Linked DNA regions of Mus musculus: region 2 is linked to region 1. The links are chromatin contacts, called in public Hi-C maps. All regions are on one chromosome and are shown on one strand. The core of a region is the stretch at or near the end of the contact, and the rest is flanking DNA. Distances in the headings are between cores, read along the strand shown.

The links. A called contact is a pair of places that touch in the nucleus more often than the background predicts.
Region 2: a contact with region 1 is called in a Hi-C map of muscle stem cells, with 1.6 times the contacts expected there. The contact joins two enhancer-like sites. A contact is called at or near these places in 1 of 39 promoter capture datasets (neural stem cells), 3 of 484 Hi-C or Micro-C datasets (bone marrow-derived macrophages, muscle stem cells and nephron progenitors), 8 of 115 datasets of contacts at active chromatin or transcription factors (bone marrow-derived macrophages, embryonic forebrain, embryonic hindbrain and 4 more) and 4 of 9 other capture datasets (adipose tissue, embryonic stem cells, liver and 1 more).

What each region holds. Positions count from the first base shown.
Region 1 is chr11:105,406,262-105,410,798 of GRCm38.p6, reverse strand. It overlaps Marchf10 (membrane associated ring-CH-type finger 10), which reads left to right. Exons shown (of 12, transcript NM_172568.2): 5 at 1,985-2,156. Among named protein-coding and RNA genes, the nearest start is that of Gm39417, 41 kb to the left of the region's middle. Within about 2 kb of position 2,603, at least 23 of the 459 cell types and tissues checked have an H3K27ac peak or open chromatin away from gene starts, as enhancers often do. A contact at or near this core is called in muscle stem cells, where this site is marked.
Region 2 is chr11:105,570,219-105,574,755 of GRCm38.p6, reverse strand. All of the region lies in intron 3 of Gm39422 (a long non-coding RNA gene), which reads right to left. Among named protein-coding and RNA genes, the nearest start is that of Tanc2, 17 kb to the left of the region's middle. Within about 2 kb of position 2,590, at least 6 of the 459 cell types and tissues checked have an H3K27ac peak or open chromatin away from gene starts, as enhancers often do. A contact at or near this core is called in muscle stem cells, where this site is marked.

The DNA.
Region 1 (4,537 bases), core at 1,354-3,853:
TATCTTCTATTTCCAAACAACAAAAACACCCCCTTCTAGGGGCAGTTTCAGGACTTTTAAGAATGATGCCCACCTAGCAGTAAGGCAATGGGACCAGAAACCAGAAACCAGACAAGGATATACTCAGTACCCAGGGCAATTGGCCAAACTTTGTCTCACCTCTCCAGGACTCTAAAGAATGGAAGTCTAATGAGTGGGTGGAGGAAGGATGGGCAGGCTTAACAGCCATCCAGTAAAGAGCCCTTTGCCATACTCTCCCAGGTCCCGACTGCCTGGGGCCAGCAAGGAGTTCCTGCCCAGCTGGAGGGTTGCTGGGGAGAGATGGGTGGATCCTCTAAGGCTGGCTGCAATATAGGTGTCTTAGTTGGAGCTGCGATTGCTTTGCTGCAGGCTAGAAATTGCAGGCTAAAGTACCAGGAAGGCCTAGGGAGAGAGAGCTGCTCAGCCTACAGACAGTATGGGGAAGAACTTCTGTCCCAGGCTCCCTGCTGCTCTTCTGGGGATCCAAACCCATTGCTCTGGCTCCCATCACCCAGTCATAATGACAGTCTCCAGCCTCAGAATTAAAATTTGCCAAACACCCACTTTGCTGAGAATAGAGAACTCATCTCGCGTTCAGAAATGACCTCATGATTCATCTTTGACATTTCGGAATCATTTTCAAAGATTTCTATTAAGTCACAGAAGTGAAAGAGGAGTGAGAACAGTTGATTCATTATGCTGTCTCCTCTCTCTGTCCCTTTATCTGAGGGTGGCCTGTCTTCCAATAATGGATGGAGCAACAATAACTATTTGTTTGAAAGCCACATCTAAAACCTAGGTTTTAAAATAAGATTTGTCCTCATGGAAAACAACGATCTGTCCACCTGTGGACATACAGACTTCGTCCCAGAAGACTGACACGTGGAAAGTTTTTATAGAGTCCCGTGTCTCTTATGTTGCACGCAGTAATTCAAAGCTATTCAGTGTGTTTCCCTGAGTCAGGAGCCACTGAAATGAAAAAAACACCACAAGTGTCAGCAATAATGACAAGATCAATACGAACCACCACCGCTGGGGAGGCGCCGGAGATGTTAGCTTGGCATTGCATGCCTGAGAAGCGCCACATTTTCAGAGAATTTTCTAGTGCTGGACTAATGCACCACACAGAGAACCTCCCCAGAGCCAAAGGTGGGAAAACCCCTTAGGTTTTGCTTGTGACAGAGGGCATGGTCTCGCAGAACGTGCCTGAAGCCACAAAGCTGTACTCAAATCACCCTTGGAGCCAGGGTCCTGACTGTCATTTACATCGTTGGTATCATTTCTTTGATGGGGATAAGTATGGCGAATCGTAAAACTGCTGAATGCTTGGATAATTGTTATTTCATCTGTACGCCTGGGTTGAGGTGCTCTGACGCTATAGACATTGTGACGTGTCCTTGTGTGGATTTAGGGCTGACTTCTGTGTAGAAGACTGACTGGAGGGGACGTCTTAGGAGATCCATCTGTCTTGTGCAATAATTTGGATGACTGAAACTGAGGTCTGACTTAGTCATTCTTGCTACACAATCTAAATTTCTTTTTCATTGTCAAGCACACAAGTCAGCATAAGGGACCCTCGCCTTCTTCAAGACGGTTCAAATATCAAACAGCAAACAGTTTAAAAGCACTGATTTAAAAGCACCTCCTTTCATACATAGCCTTGAGCATGAGCTGTTTATTGGTCATCAAATTACGTAATGGTCAGAAGCGTATTCATAATATGCTTATGCTCCAGCAACAGACTCAGGAATGCAGGCTCCTCAAGCATGACAAAAGTCATCAGCTTCGCTGTTAAGTCGAAGCTGATAGTCCTGACCCATCAAAATCTCCCTGACCACAGAGCCAGCTCAGTGACAAACACAAGATCCCTCAGAGGGAGGGGACACTGAAGGGCCCAGCAATACCCACATGTCCTGCTTCTGGGCCCAGCCACTGGCACTCACGCCTCTTCCATTTTCCACAGAGTTCCTGTGAGGAGGATTCTCGCAGTGAAGCAAGATTATCTACCAAAACATCTTCGGCTAAGTGTGAGCCCAGACTTCCAGCCATTGACCAAGCATCTGTCAAGCAGAAACACAAAGGCACCATGACACTAAAGAAGTCAGAGAAAGTGAGCCCCAGCAAACCCTCTCCAGGTGAGTGGCTTCCTTTCTGAGATCCATCGCCAACATCCCAGTCTTAACAATCACAGCAAACAGGTGGGGTTAACTAATCTAGGGCTTGCCAAGTACCCAGTTAGGTCTTGGGAGGCCAATGAGCCTGTACAAAATTAATTTCTCAGTAGAATATGCTCCCATATCTTCAGGCCCAACTCTCCACATCCTGTGCTCTTCCTTACAAATGCTGCCTCTTGTTCTTCTGCCACAGTTCTTCTGTGGTGGGGACGGGTGGAGGCGATAAAGGCATTTGGCCCCAGGTATCAAGTTTTATTACTAAGGCAAGAAGAGCTTTCAAAAGCATCTGAATGACATTATTTACAGCTGAGAGCAAGAGTAATAAAGTCCTCCAGTCCCGGGGTTGTCCTCTCAGGGAGAAAGGGAACTTGCTAAATCCTCCCTTTTGTGTGATTTGGTAAATAATTCACTCTTATGCTGCCTTTGAAGCAAAGGCCAGTCCTCTGTTTGGGGCAGGAGAGACTCATACTATCTAACAAGAAGCTCAAATGGAGGGAAAGTTTAGAATGCCTCAGGCTCCTCCCATCAAAGGCAACATCTGTGGGACAAAACTGTGTCCTCTGGGAACCACATGCCAATTGGGGTAACTAGGCAGAAAGGTCTGCCTCCTGGGAAAGGAGCCAAACTTAACTGCTAAAGAATTCAATTTGTAAATAGCAAATAGCACGCAAGTCATTAGAATCCCAATCACAGCTTCTTCCTAATCCTAAATAGCGCTGTCATGCAACCACTGGTCTGGTTAAGTCCGAATGCATTTGTAGAAAATGGCACCTTTCACTCAGCTTAACCACCCACATTCGTTAATGAAGTCAAGACCAAATTGACTTCTAAAGTGCTGTCCTCTTGTCTTGGCAAAGCACCAACTGCTGCTCCTTATTTCGTTGTGGGTGGGGGATGGGGGTGGGGAGATATGGGGATGCTTCAAGTCAATTTCTCGTTTGAAAGACTTAATAGAAATTAGGGTTTTAATTCAACTATCTTAAGGCTAGAGTAGAGCGCAGGTGAGTTCACTCTGCAAATACTATATTGACTTGAGGTTGGGTTTTAACCGCTATACTCTGAGGGTGAGTTCAAATCATGCAACTCCATATAGTTAGCCTTCTCACTAAAACCCTGGTAGCTGTCTGTTTTGTCATCTGTGGATAAAAGTCATTAAAATGAACCTTTGAGGTCCACTCTGTGATTTGGGTTGTCTGATTAATAATACAGATGTTTTTCAGACTGAGCAAGCTCTGTGTGGAACTCACAATACTGACAGACAGGGAGTTAATTCACATTCCATTCTATAAAACATCAAACTTTGAAGAATGATCAGGCTAAAACCCGCCAGGGTTTAGGCAAGAAATCCAAGTTGATGAAAGGAGATCTTTTTTCACCAAACAGCAGATCTGACATAGCAAATGTGTTTTCAAGCTACCATCTTTATCTTTCTGTTATGTTCTAGGCAGAACTCAAGACCTATAGAGCTATAAGCAGGCTGGGGGGGGGGGGGCTGGCTGCCCAGCCAGCACAGGGATTTGGAGGTTAATATCAATGCCATGGAGACTGAGTGAGAGGGTACAGCAATCTGAGATGTAGCCCCTTCCCCCACCCCAATCAAACCCCTGCCTGCCAATCCCACCCATAGCCCAGAGTGTTAACTACCATGCACAGGGCCTCAGATTAAAAGGACAAGAGAGAAAGAGGCTAAGACTGGGTCCCAAGTTGGATCGCAAACTCAAGGCCAGCCTGGGTCACATAGTAAGACCTTGTCTCAACAAGAAGAGGACGAGGAAAGAGGGAAAGTTAGGCAAGAACAGGTCACTGGTGGGTGGAACCACTGGTTTAATGAGTGTTGGCTCTTCCGATTTCTTTTTTTTTTTTTTTTTTTTTTTTTTTTTTTTTTTTGCTGGCATCCAAATATTTTTTTTTTCTAATTTCCATTTCTTTTTTTTTTTTTTCCATTTTTTATTAGGTATTTAACTCATTTACATTTCCAATGCTATACCAAAAGTCCCCCATATCCACCCACCCCCACTCCCCTGCCCACCCACTCCCCCTTTTTGGCCCTGGTATTCCCCTGTACTGGGGCATATAAAGTTTGCAAGTCCAATGGGCCTCTCTTTCCAGTGGCTCTTCCGATTTCTAATTAGCATCACAAAGTGAAAGCTTAAAGTTTTAACCTGAGTCTGTTGAGGAAAAATTGGGAACTGGGGGCTAGCGACAGTGCATGGATTAATTCAGATAAATACCTGCTATGACAGAAAAGAGGATTTGGTTCCTGGATTATCTGGATGCTGATCTAGTTCACCAGCTGAATCCAGTTTCCTGCTTCACACTTCTAGAGAATTTAGGGGTGAGCC
Region 2 (4,537 bases), core at 1,341-3,840, 160 kb before region 1:
CCAAAAGAGAAGAGCCAAAGTCAGGGAGGGAGAGGCAGGAAAATACATTTTTCAAAGAGTTCTTTTTAAAATTGATCACAATACTTAATGTTGGGAACTATCTTTAGGTAACTGGAAAATTCCTAGTCCAAACTGCACATATAGGGACTTGGCCTTGCCACGGCCTGTGCTCAGGTACACTTTATCATTAACTTAATAGAGAATTAGGCAGCCCGCTGAGCCACTCGCTGGGCCACAGTCCAGAAGTGAATTCCCTTGCAGCTTTCCAAAAGGAGGTCAAACAAGTCCTCTGGGACTCTCAACAGAAAGTTGCCAAAGGCTAAATCTGGCATAGAAGCCAGGGGCTGGTCTGGGATAAACTGTGCCAGCATATGTCGGTTCTGCTTTCAAGGCCCTGACGAGAACAGGAAGGGTGGGAGAGCTGCTTCCAAGAGCAGCCTTACAGCAAGAGATGGAGTCGGGCTGAACCTGCAGATGTGGATTCTTCACTACCACCTCGACCACTCCTGTCCTGTTTGAATCTGGTTTTATTAACCTTCCTGTTCTTTCCTCAAGCAATCCATCATGTCAACCCAGTCACTCCAACTGTGACCAGACTCAAGGCAGAAAAACAAAACCAGTAGTGAGATGTTTTTGTTTTGGTTTGGTTTGGTTTGGGTTTTGGTTTCTTATCCCTCTCTTCATCCAAACCTCTATTTTATTTTAAATGTATAAAAAGCAGCCAGTTTTTTAATTAAGTGACTTTTTTGATCCTCTTTTCTGCTATGATATTTTATTAAATTATAATTCACAGATCCAATTCCTTATTCAAAGTCAGTGATTTTGATCATATTTCCAGGGGCTCGGTCATCGCGATACGTTTTAGACTACTTCCAACACTCCTGTTTAGCCACTCCCTGTTTCTCCCCAACCCTCTCTATCTACTACGCTCCACATTTATCACACCTGAAGGCATTCAGTACACGATGACTTACGAACGGCTTCCTTCACTTTGCTTAATGTTACTGAAGTCCAGGCCTGCTGTGGTGTGTGTCCTTATTCTCTGCTGTTTTCCTTTCAGGGTGGTTGGTTTGATTGTTTGGTTTGGTTTGGTTTGAGGCAGGGTCTCCTGTGGTCTAGATTGACCTTTGAACTCTCGATCTCCCTGCCTCCACCTCCCGTTTTGATTAGAGATGTGCACCAGCATACCTGCCTTGTACTCTAAGTGGCTGGATGGCACTCTGTCTATAAGACACTTTCATTTGTCTGTGCTGGTTCTCACTTTGGAATAATATGAGCAGTGGCACTGTGAACATTAGTGCACGTGTTCTGTGTGAGCACACATTTTTCAATTCTTTTGTGATATACCCACAAATCAATGGATTGTGTGGTGGTGTCATGTGTTTAAGTGTCTGATAAACTACTAAGCTGTTTCTCAAAGCAACTGTGCCATTTCTAAATTCCCACCAGCAATTTATATCAGTTTCCGTTTCTTCACATGCTTACCAATACTGACATTTGTCTTTTTATTTTGTGTGTGTGTGTGTGTGTGTGTGTGTGCATGGACGCACGCGTTTCTGCACATGTACGCATTCCTGCACATGTGCGCACGCGCATACATGCAACGAGGCCAGAAAGGGTCAGCTCTCCTGGGTATTGGAGTTACAGGTGGTTGTGAGCCATTTAATGTGCTTGGAATTAATTATGAAGAGCAGGAAGCACTCTTAACTGCTATGCTATCTCTCCAGCCCCACCTGCCCCAACCCAGTTTTGTCCTTTTTACTACAGCTGTCCGAGTGATGTGAAGTGGTTTTTCATTCTAGTTTTGGATGGCATCTTCATACTGGCTAATGACAGTGGAACATATTTAGGCCAGTGAGACAGCTCAGTAAGTAAGGGCACAGGCTGCCAAGGTTCACAACCTGAGTTTCATATCTGGGACACATACGGTGGAAGGAGAGAAATGTTTCCGCAAATTGTCCGCTGACCTTCACAAGTGTGCCATGACACTTGTGTGCACACACAGACATATGCATAGACACAAAGTAAATAATTAAATATAATGAAAAAATGTAAACATAGTTTTGGGGCCGGAGAGATGGTGCAGTGGTTAGGAATGTGCACTGCTTCTTATGGAGGATTCTAGATCAGTTCCCAGCACCCACATCAGGTGACAGGTGATTTATACAGCGCCTATAATTCAAGCTTCGGGGCAACTAATGCCTCTGGCCTCGGCAGACACCTGCACTTCAAACACATAGACTCCATACACATGACTTTAAAAAATAATGAAAATATGAAAAATACATTTCATGTGTTTACTGGATTTTTATATGCCCTGTTATTTTAATGCTATTGTAAATGACACTCTTTAAAAAAAAAAAAAAAAAAAAGATTGTTTAGTGCTGGTATTTAAAAATAAAATTGTTCAGTATCTTGATATTTGACCTTCCAGCCTTGCCAAACTGGTCGGGTAGTTTAATAGTTGTTTTTGTTCTAGTTTTCGAGGCTGGTCGGCTTGAAGAATGCAGAGAAGATTGCTCAACTCATCTGGGACTGACTCTCAGCTGTCCCGTTCCGTCAAGTCCTTATTTTCTCCCAATTACTGACTTACTTATCTCCAGGAGTAAACTCTTAGCACATTCCTTTTGAAAATTTGCCTGCCCCTGGGCTGCCTTTCTGACCTATGGCAGGTGTCTCTTTCGCTACTAATCCTACTTAACTAAAGACTCAGCCAGCAGTTACCACATAAACTATGACGCCGACTTTTCCAGGAGAAAAAGACTACAGTGAATTCCTCATTGCTCTGTCTTCTTCACTTGGATTGCATGCACTCATTTCTGTCCTGCAAATTCAATGAACCTAGGTTTTGTGTTGTTTGGGATCAGTGAGCCTGTGTTCCTTCAAGCTGTTGTAATAAAATACCATAAAGTACGTGCCTTATAAACAACCTAAGTTCCTAGCTCACAGGTCTAGAGACAGGGAAGTCCACGATCAAGGCAGTAGCAAATGATAGCTCAGATGAGGAGGGCCAGCTTCCAGGCATCATCTCCCTGACTTCTCACACAAGGGACAGTGTGCGAGTCTGGGAGGATTTTTTTATAAGGCCATTCATCCTGCTCATGAGGGCTCTGCCTTCACAAACTAACCACCTCGTAAAGGCCCTAATGTATTAGACCATGGGTTAAATACATTTGCAAATATGCCATAATATCAGAAGAAAATGACCAGAGCATAGCCTCAGACTCTTGTCTACTAAGTCAAAGGCTACTTCTGCTATAATTGCTACTTTAAATTCTTTGCAGCTAAGGAAAATATGGAGCTGGTGATAACTCGGTTGCAGGGAATGTGTCTAACATACACACTCAAGTTTGATCTTCAGTACTTAAAAAAAAAAAAGAGTGGAAATACATTATAATACAATCTCCAAAAGGCAGTATGTGTGAGAGAACAAATTACATAGGTCTGTATTACATTGATTTTCCAACGTTATTACAAGAAATCAGCACAAAATTAGTGGCTTATACAACACAAATTTATCATACTTCAGATTATAATTTAGTGTAAGTCTCACCAGGCTAAAAATGTCAGGACTGCATTCCTTCCTGAGGGATTCCTGCTTTATTAGCATGATTTGGTCCTATATAGTTATACCACATGTCTCTGCTCCTTGTCTCTTCTCTCCTTTCATCTAGGGAGGTCTCCCTTAATCCTAGCAGCCTCTTTCTGCTCCTTGCATGTAACCTTCTATAATTCAAAACCAACAACCACACATCAATTTTTTTTCATACTGCATCTCTTTGAGCATCCTTCAGAGTTCACAGCTGAGAAGACTTCCTCACCTTTAAGAATCTTTGTCATTAGATTGGCCCTACCCAATTAACCTAAACAGAGTAAGGGAGGAGAATGCGGAATGACTAAAGAGTAAGGACTTCCTTTTGGCAATAAAAAAGCATTGTGGTTATGTAGTGGTGATGCCTGTGTAACCATGGATACCCTGTAACCCACAGACCAGGATAAAATGATACAGTTAATACGTGCATGTTATATTTTATATATAACATTTTTTAATAGAAAAACCATTTAAAAGTATATTTTAATTATTTACGGGGCAAGAGAGATGACTCAGCAGTTAAGAGCACTTGTTCTTGCAAAGGACCTAGGTTTGGTTTCCAGCACCCACATGATGGCTTACAAACACCTCTAGCTCCGGTTCCAGGGTGGCTAACACCCTTTCTAACTTCCATAATACCAGGTATGCACAGCACACATGCATACACACAGGCAAACACTCATATACGTAAAATAAAGTAAATCCAAATATATATTAATTTTAAGCTATCTTTCTAGCCTCTATTTTAATATTTTATAGAAACCATTTTAAAAATATACTGACCCATTGAATTCACACCTAATGCTACCATTTCATTTTCATCTTAATTTTTTTTTATTCTTTGACAATTTTATATATGTATACAACGTATCTTGATCATGTCCCGCCTCCTCATTCCTAACCTCACCATTCTTGCCCCTTCCTCCCTCCCTCATGTCATCTTTT